Regions from separate parts of the Anser cygnoides genome. Here region 2 is linked to region 1. Evidence: chromatin contacts called from public Hi-C data. All regions are on one chromosome and are shown on one strand. Each heading gives the region's core, a stretch centred on a gene start, on an enhancer-like site or on the middle of the called end of the contact. The rest is flanking DNA. Distances are from core to core; before and after follow the strand shown. Region 1 has its middle 16 kb from the start of BACH1. Region 2 overlaps BACH1 (BTB domain and CNC homolog 1).

Evidence for each region. A called contact is a pair of places that touch in the nucleus more often than the background predicts.
Region 2: a Hi-C map of liver shows a contact between it and region 1, with 3 times the contacts expected there. The contact joins two enhancer-like sites. A contact is called at or near these places in 4 of 7 Hi-C or Micro-C datasets (blood and liver).

Annotation. Positions count from the first base shown.
Region 1 is chr1:112,033,988-112,037,862 of Taihu_goose_T2T_genome, forward strand. No RefSeq gene overlaps it. Among named protein-coding and RNA genes, the nearest start is that of BACH1, 16 kb to the right of the region's middle. Within about 2 kb of position 2,279, at least 1 of the 3 cell types and tissues checked has open chromatin away from gene starts, as enhancers often do. A contact at or near this core is called in liver, where this site is marked.
Region 2 is chr1:112,074,291-112,078,165 of Taihu_goose_T2T_genome, forward strand. The region is part of intron 5 of BACH1 (BTB domain and CNC homolog 1); the gene reads left to right. Among named protein-coding and RNA genes, the nearest start is that of BACH1, 25 kb to the left of the region's middle. Within about 2 kb of position 2,136, at least 3 of the 3 cell types and tissues checked have open chromatin away from gene starts, as enhancers often do. A contact at or near this core is called in liver, where this site is marked.

The DNA of each region.
Region 1 (3,875 bases), core at 1,029-3,528:
CTTCATACGGTTTCCAAAAGTTACAATCATACAATGTTTTGTGGCTTGGTGCTGGTACACGACAACAAGATCCTCTGCCAGCTTGCAGGTGCTTGCTGTGAGGTATGATTTCTTTCTCTGAACTGCTTAGGAATATTGAGAACAGTTGCTCCATGGATTTAATTATTTGACTGAATTTTATATTAAATTTTAATACAGAAATTAGGGAAATGAAATGAGGATGTGTGTGCTGATGTAACAAACGTGTGGCGAGAGGCAAGGCTATCTTTTGGGTGCTCAGGATTAGTACAGGGATATGAGAACTGCAAGTGACAGAAAGGAACTAGCTACAGCTGAGAAGAGGAACTGGTGAGTGAGCTGTATGCCTTAAGTGCTTTCTTGCTTGCTCTTTATGGCTGGCATCAGTGGGATGTACAGACTGTTACCCTTAGCTCAAAATTAAAAAGCTTTTGTTTGGACGCTTCCCAAGGCTTTTTTACACAAACATTTTATACTGGAATATTTACTTCATTTAGGGTTATGTTTTTGTCTAATATGCCTAGTACCAGCTGACCTACCTGTGGTATAGATGCTTATAGCGCTGTAGGTGGTTCTCATAAAGAAACAGGAATAACCATTATATGGCTCTGTTCTTCTAGTACAGATGAATCCATGCCAAGGGTTGTATTTGCATTAAAAATACTCAAATCATAGCCTTGATAAATAGCCTATGTGTTGTAAAAACTACACTGAAGCTAGAGCACTTTGGCACTGAAATAAATGCATCGCCACTAATCGGCCTTTACTGCTTTTATTGCACAAGCTGAGTTTGTTGCTTTTATTAACTAGATCCGCAGTTACCCACACGAAGGGGCAGTGATGTGATGTTCTGTGATGAAAAACCTCCCACTTCTGTCTTGTGACTGCTCCACAAGCGTATGGCACATCCCGGTGCGCAACCCAGGCTGCCCTGTGCCTACAGACTTCCTCCGCAGCCCTGTGATTGCTTCAGTCCCTCCTGCTTCTTCCTTTGACTCCTGCTTCTCACTCTCCCCTGCTGTGCCTGGGCAGCTTAAGTAAGTCAACCACTCAGAATTGTTAAGAGTAGCCAGAAGCAAAGACATCCTTTGAAAACACCACCTGCTAAAAACCTTACCTGTCTCATGGTCAGACCCTTCTGTATTCATGTCAGTATATAGGTTTACTTGATTAAATATCAGTATTTCCTATACTAAGAAACTATAGTATTTTCTATACTATGCGTTAATATTCATGGGAGACTGGCACATTCATACATACACATACTCATAAATACAGTTCTAAATGTTTGGCTTATCTGGGGAGCTCAGCCCCTTGTTGAGTGCTTAATCAGACAAGAAGCCCACTGCTCCCATATGAAATAATACCTCCTTTTGAATTTATCTGCATTCAAGGAGAATGTGAACACTAATTTGTGAAACAATTTGAAAAAAGGAGGATTCTTTCAAGGAAAAGATAACTACATAAACGTTCCCAGATAAACTAAGTTACATCCAGGTATGCACTAAAATGTGCTAAAAATGTGCCTAAATCTATTTATGACCCTTTGAAAAGCTCTCATTAGTTTAAGTCTGTGGAAGAGGCTCTTACATCTGACTGTGTGAGCTCCCTCTTGTGGGTAACGTGACATCTACCACTACCGTTGCAAGACATACAGATGCCTCAGTAAATATTTTCAGTATACAATCACATTTTTCCAAGTGGAGTTTTTGTTGTTTAAGTGGTTATAGCTACTCATTCTTCACTTTATCTGGTATAGGATGGTTTACCGATTTCTCACCATCTGATCGTATCTGTGTGAAAATACTAAAAGGGTGATATCCAGTGTTTTTAACATACTAGAAAGACTTGTACAAGGGTGTAGTTTCCAGCAAAGCGTTAGACAACAGCTAACATGAACACCTGAGCTGAGTGAGTTCTGGCACCCTAGAGAAGCTAAAAGAGTTCAACATACTTCCATGTCATATAGAAACTTCTTTATCTGTCCAAAGTTTTTCTGCTGGCTTCAGCTGGATTTACATTGATCTCTGTTGATTCCTGCCTGGAAATCTGGCCTAAACAGCTTTACTTTACAAGCATTACCCAGTACTAATTGATTGCAGACTCTTTATATAAAAAAGATTTATATAATAGCAAAAAAACCTAAGAATCAAATATGCTTTAAATAAGAGTACAGAACAGCTCAGAAATGTTTTTCTATTTATTGGTAAATTTTAAGAGGCCTTAAATCTCATACAGCATGGTCTTCATGAATTACGTTTTGAAATACAATAACAATAACAACAACAAAATGAGAATGCAATGCTGTCTTTCTATTTTTCTCTCTGCATTCAGTCAGGTTAAGTAACCTGATTATCCAAAGTGTTGGACTTTGGAAGCGCACGCTAACGCATGGGAAATTTTCCAGACGCAGTTCAAGTTTCAATGACCCAAAGTGGCTGTACTGGAATATTAGGCTTGTTTTGCAAGCCATGAAATCGGTGGCTCTTGCACAGCCCACAATTTATTTGAACAATCATTTTTTTTTGTTGAAAATTTGGATTCATATTACATTTTTGAAGGAAAAAGAGCAAAAAAAGCATGCTAGTAAGTTTTCTTTGCTACTTTATCTGTTTCAGAATTCCCCTTTAGTTCATAAAAAGAAGTTTCTTTCCTCACCTGGCTGAAACCTGGCAAGACACAAAGCTGTAGTTACATGGTTTTAAAAGTGAGACGTGAAAACGAAAGAAAACATAGGCAAGATTTTACCAAAAGTAGTGGACCACATTTTTATCAGCAGTCTGTGATAGCTGTGTATCTCCTAAGCATGACTGTACATGCAGTGTTTTCAGATGTTTGTGAGGGTCTCCTGATCCTGTAGCTTCTATTCAAGAGACTGTTAATTCAAGGTTTGACCATCAGAGTGCTCTGACGTAAAGCTACCAACATATTGTCATCCAGAAGGTAATCATCACTGGATTTTTATCATGAGAAAGGGGCATTTTAAATGTGCTGAACATGGTTTCTGAAATGAAGGAGTCCACACCTAAGTGAGCGAGGCTGCTGGGTAGGTTAATCAGCAACATCAAGAGCACACTGCATGGTAAACTAGATTTAGGCCCTGGTTCAACACAGCACTTAGTGTGGAGCACTGTTGCCATATCAAACAAATCTCTCAAACACGTACCTGACTTGAAGCGATGAGTAGTTCCCACCCATTGGCAGCGGTAGGGTTTTATTCACGTGTTGAAGTGTTTGGTTGGATCAGGGCCAAAGAGACCAGCACCTCAGCTTGAAACCTGACGGCTAAAAGACCATCTGAATGTAATGACGTGCTAGGAGTGTTTAAACACCGTGCTTGGTCAGTACTTTTCCACTGAGCTGTGAGTGAGCTAAACAGGTCGTCACTGAGCCTGGCACTGGGAAGGGCCTTCATGCTGTGAGGTGTGTACAAAACTCGAGCATCCTGCTCCAGTGCTTGGAGCTGGGTCTAGGCCCAGCTTCAGCTTCTGAGAAGCCAGCCCCAGGTGTAAGTCAAAGTAATGAAGAAAACATTCTCTTTTGTCATCCCTATTAAACATATTTGTTCCTACTTGCACAGCTACAGCCATGCCAATGCTCATGGAGTGGCTCTGTGGAGTCATTATATGGAACTATATGACTTTAAAGAAAAGCAAGCAAACATAGAAAAAAGGTCAAATATTTACAAAGAACTATGAAACGCATCTAGAAACTGCTGTTGACTAAAAGATTGACAGTATAATACTGTTAAACAATTTTAGAAATACTCTGCCAGCTTTTCTTTGGAAAAAAATAGCAGAAATACAGGGCTAGGAGGAAAATCCCATGGGTTTCTACGTTAGATACATCCCATTCCT
Region 2 (3,875 bases), core at 886-3,385, 40 kb after region 1:
TACTTTAATTTGTCTGGTGATTAAGACTTTGTGCTCCATGTAGGTGAACTTAGTATCTGCATCAGGAGCATATGTAGTCATGTAAACACGTCTTTTCCTTCTGACCTTGAAGTGAAAAAGAAAATAAAACCAGAGCAAAGGACCACAGGCTAGAAACTTAGTTTCCAGAAATGCTTCATCTTTCACAAAATGAGATTTTTTTTTCTGCAGTAAATGAGAGACTTTAAGGGAAGGCTGAGAGTGCCATACAACCCTGATGAGTTGACAGAGCAAGTCCATTCAGTGTGCTGAATGAAGATATTCGAGTGGGGAGGGAAATCAGGTGGTTGTGCTAATAAAAAAAAAATTATATTACTCAGGCAAAGCAAGAAGCTGTTTCTGACATTTCAGAACTTTCTGTTTGTTTCTGTTGTCTTATGCGATTTCTGTTTGTTTTGTAACTTTGTCAATATTGTGCAACAGTTTGGGGAGAAAAATTTAAAGACATGATTCATCTGCAAGATTAGACCTGTAGTTGACTAAACGATAATTATAGTGTAATATCCTTTTTTTCTGTGGACCTACACTAGAACAGAATGAATGTCTGCTGTTTGACAGAGATCATTGTGCGAGTGCTAGACAATGAGCATTGAGAATTGTGAGGTAAGGCCTGAGTTCTGAATTGTGCTCTAGGCACAAATGTTTCCTGTCACTTTTTTTTACCCGAGCGGGTAAGTTTCTTCAGAACTTCTTGAGAAAACGTTGTTTGGAGCTGTTGAGAGTGTCTTAGGGCAGCTGATGCTGTGCGCCGTCAAACTTGTGTAAGTTGTGCACAAATACAGAAACTGAGACTTGTCTAGGCATAATTTTTGGGTGGCTGGAAGAAGAGACATCTGAAGAGTGTATGGTACACACCCAGGCTGCTTTGTGCATGGCGACTCCTGCCTCCTTTCTGCTTTTCTGGGTCAGTCTTGGGTCTCAGAAGCAGGTTGCTCTTCTCACGGTATTCTCTGTGATGTGGCTCAGAGAGGATAATGCGGTATAGCTATAGTTGGAAAACTTTGGACAGGTAGATAATACTGTGTACTGTTAGGAAATATTATTTGGCAAAACTACTCATACTGGTTTCCAGTATGTACAGCGTGTTGTCTTGTATTGATGTCTGAGTTGTTGCTTATCAGGTTTTTGTTTTTCTCAGAGTAAAACATAATATTTGTGGTGCATTCTTGAGAAACCACTCTATCTGGCGCAGACATTAACCCCTTGCATGAGTAGAGGCTGGAGACTGGCTGGGGAGTAGCTTTGCTGAAAGGGCCCTGGGGGGTTGTTCTGGGCATGAGCATGAGTCAACAGCTGAGCATGAGTCAACAGCTTGTCCGGGCTGAAAAAAGGCTGTCAGCATCCTGGGTTGTATTAACAGGAGCACAGCCAGTGGTTTGAGGGCAGCGATTGCACTCCTATACATAGTACTTGTAAGACTGAATCCAGAATATGGTGCCCAGTTTCACCACCGCCCTCCCTGTGCTGGAAGGATCTCGACAAATGAATAAGGTTAGGAGAGAGGTCCCCAGGACAGTCAGGGTTGAAGTACTTACATGAGGAGAGGCAGATGAAATGGGGCCTCTTCTGCTCGGGGAGAGATGGCTGTGGGGAGAGCTAATAGCCACCTGCCCACATCTGTGGGGAAGTCATCAAGATGATGTTGGGAATGGGAGTACTCCTGCCTCCTAGCAGGTAGCGTTATTCACAGCAGAATAGCTGGAGACCCTGTCATAAACAGAATTAGGAGGTTTCAACTGGATATATGGAAACCCTTTTACCAAGGGGGATGGGCAGGCAATGGAGGAGGTTACTCATAGAGGTTGTGTGGGCTCTGTCCTAGGAGGTTTTCATGACGCCACTGGACAAACCCCTGAGCAGACTGGTCTTACCCAGAGGTGACTGCTCAGACTGCAGACCTCCTGAGGTGTACCGTCCTATCCAAGTGATCTGAAAGTCTTAAGCTCCACTTACATGCGAACAAGAGTAGTACTCTGTGTTGAATCGAACTGCTCTCTGAGAGAATTAGGTTGAGTCGTTTCTCTTGACCAGCTCTGTACAGAAGATCATCTTTGACCCTAAGTCAGGCAGGGGTGGAGTTAACTTCCACACAGCAGCCCACGTGGTGTTGTGTTCCGCAACTGCAGCTAGAACAGCCCTGGTATCGCACCAGTGTTTTGTCTTTTGCTGAGCAGGGTTGGCACAGCATCAAGACTCTCCTCCCTTTTTTCTTTTTCCTTTAAACGATCCTTATCTCAACCTGCAAGCTTTTGTTTGCAGTCATATTTTCTCCTCCCCCTACCTCTTCCTTTGAGGACTTCAGTTGGCCATTGGTGTGAAACCACCACAGACCCCCCTCGTATAGTCCATATAGTCTTTGCTTATTGACCTTCCGGGTGAGCCTTTGTGTTCCTGTTGTTCACTCCTGTTCTGTATGTGGGAATACATGTGGGCCTCTCAGGGAAAGGTTAGCTTCATAGAAACAGCTCTTTCAGAACACCTGTGTATGCATATCCACCTAACTTGTACTTTTCTCACATCAAAGTTTTAGACTGAGGGTATTTGTGAGGGGGAGCAGAGTAAAGGACAGCTGGCCTCAAGAAACACTACTTCCTTGGAGATCCCGTGGCTCAGGAGGAGGATGTGTCACTGCGTGACAGGCTGTAGCTGTGATCTAAAATGCAATTGAGATCTTGTTATATATGCTATAGCAAGGAGAAATGCATGACCTAAATAGATTCTTCACCAGAAGTGAGAGTTCTTAATGTGATGATAATTTTGACCTCAACTAGTTAGCATTTCTTTGCAGTATTAATATAATGCGGCTAAAATTGAAATGCATTAACTTTTTAACAACTTAAATTCCCCACCCCCATCTTACACACTGGGAAAAAATATTTCTGAGTGTTGAAGTTTGTGTTAAGCAACAGTCCAGATTATTTCATCAGTCCATGCTGCACAGCTGAGTGACTCTGCATACCCAAAATGTACGTTTCAGATTAGGAGATCTGGCAAAGCTGCACTCTTTCTAATCGCTTTCGGCAAAAGAGGCTGGCAAAAACTGCTTCCCTTGCAAAGTGCCGCTTAACACTAATGAATTCTTTCAGAACGAAATTGTAGAGGTTGCAGTATGAGTTTCTCCTGCAAGAAGGAATGTGAGAAGAAATAAAAGTAATATTTCTAAGAATGAATTGATGTAACCCATGATGATTTATTTCTCAAAAGCTATTTAAAACTTTGTGCAGAAACTGAAATGTATGTCTTCAAAACTCTGCCTTTTAAAATTAACTGTAGAACTAAAAATGTGTTTTTTTCTTTCAGCTACTTCATTTGGGTCTTATTTCCTGTCCTTCGTTTCCTCATTTTCTTTTCCTCCAGACATTGCTTGTTTACATCATTAGACTAACCCCCCTCAGTTTTCCATGTCCTTGCATCTTCAACCAGTTATACCAGAAGTCTCAGAAAAGATTGATGTTGAAGTAAAATAAATTTTCCTATTCTACTTTAGAAACAATTCTGGAGTCTATTGTTTTTTCTGTGGTGGACTTAGCACTTCTTGAGAATTTAATGTATTTTCATCTAACAGAGTAGTATCAATACTGAAAATGTGATGTCTAGTTTTTTACACTTAAATTTTCAATGTAAAATCTCCATGGAAACCGTTCTGCTTAATGTTTGGTCGACCTAACGGGTGGTAACAGTTTAGATGCGTTATGCTGTAGAATTAGTGTTTTGGGAATATTTATAGTAAGTGGAGCTAGGTTTCATTCAATAAGTAAGCGTTATTCTTTTCTTTGTCAGCATTAGTTTTGAAAAAGCTTTATGTTTTGAAAAGTCACTTCAAATAGCTGAGTTGA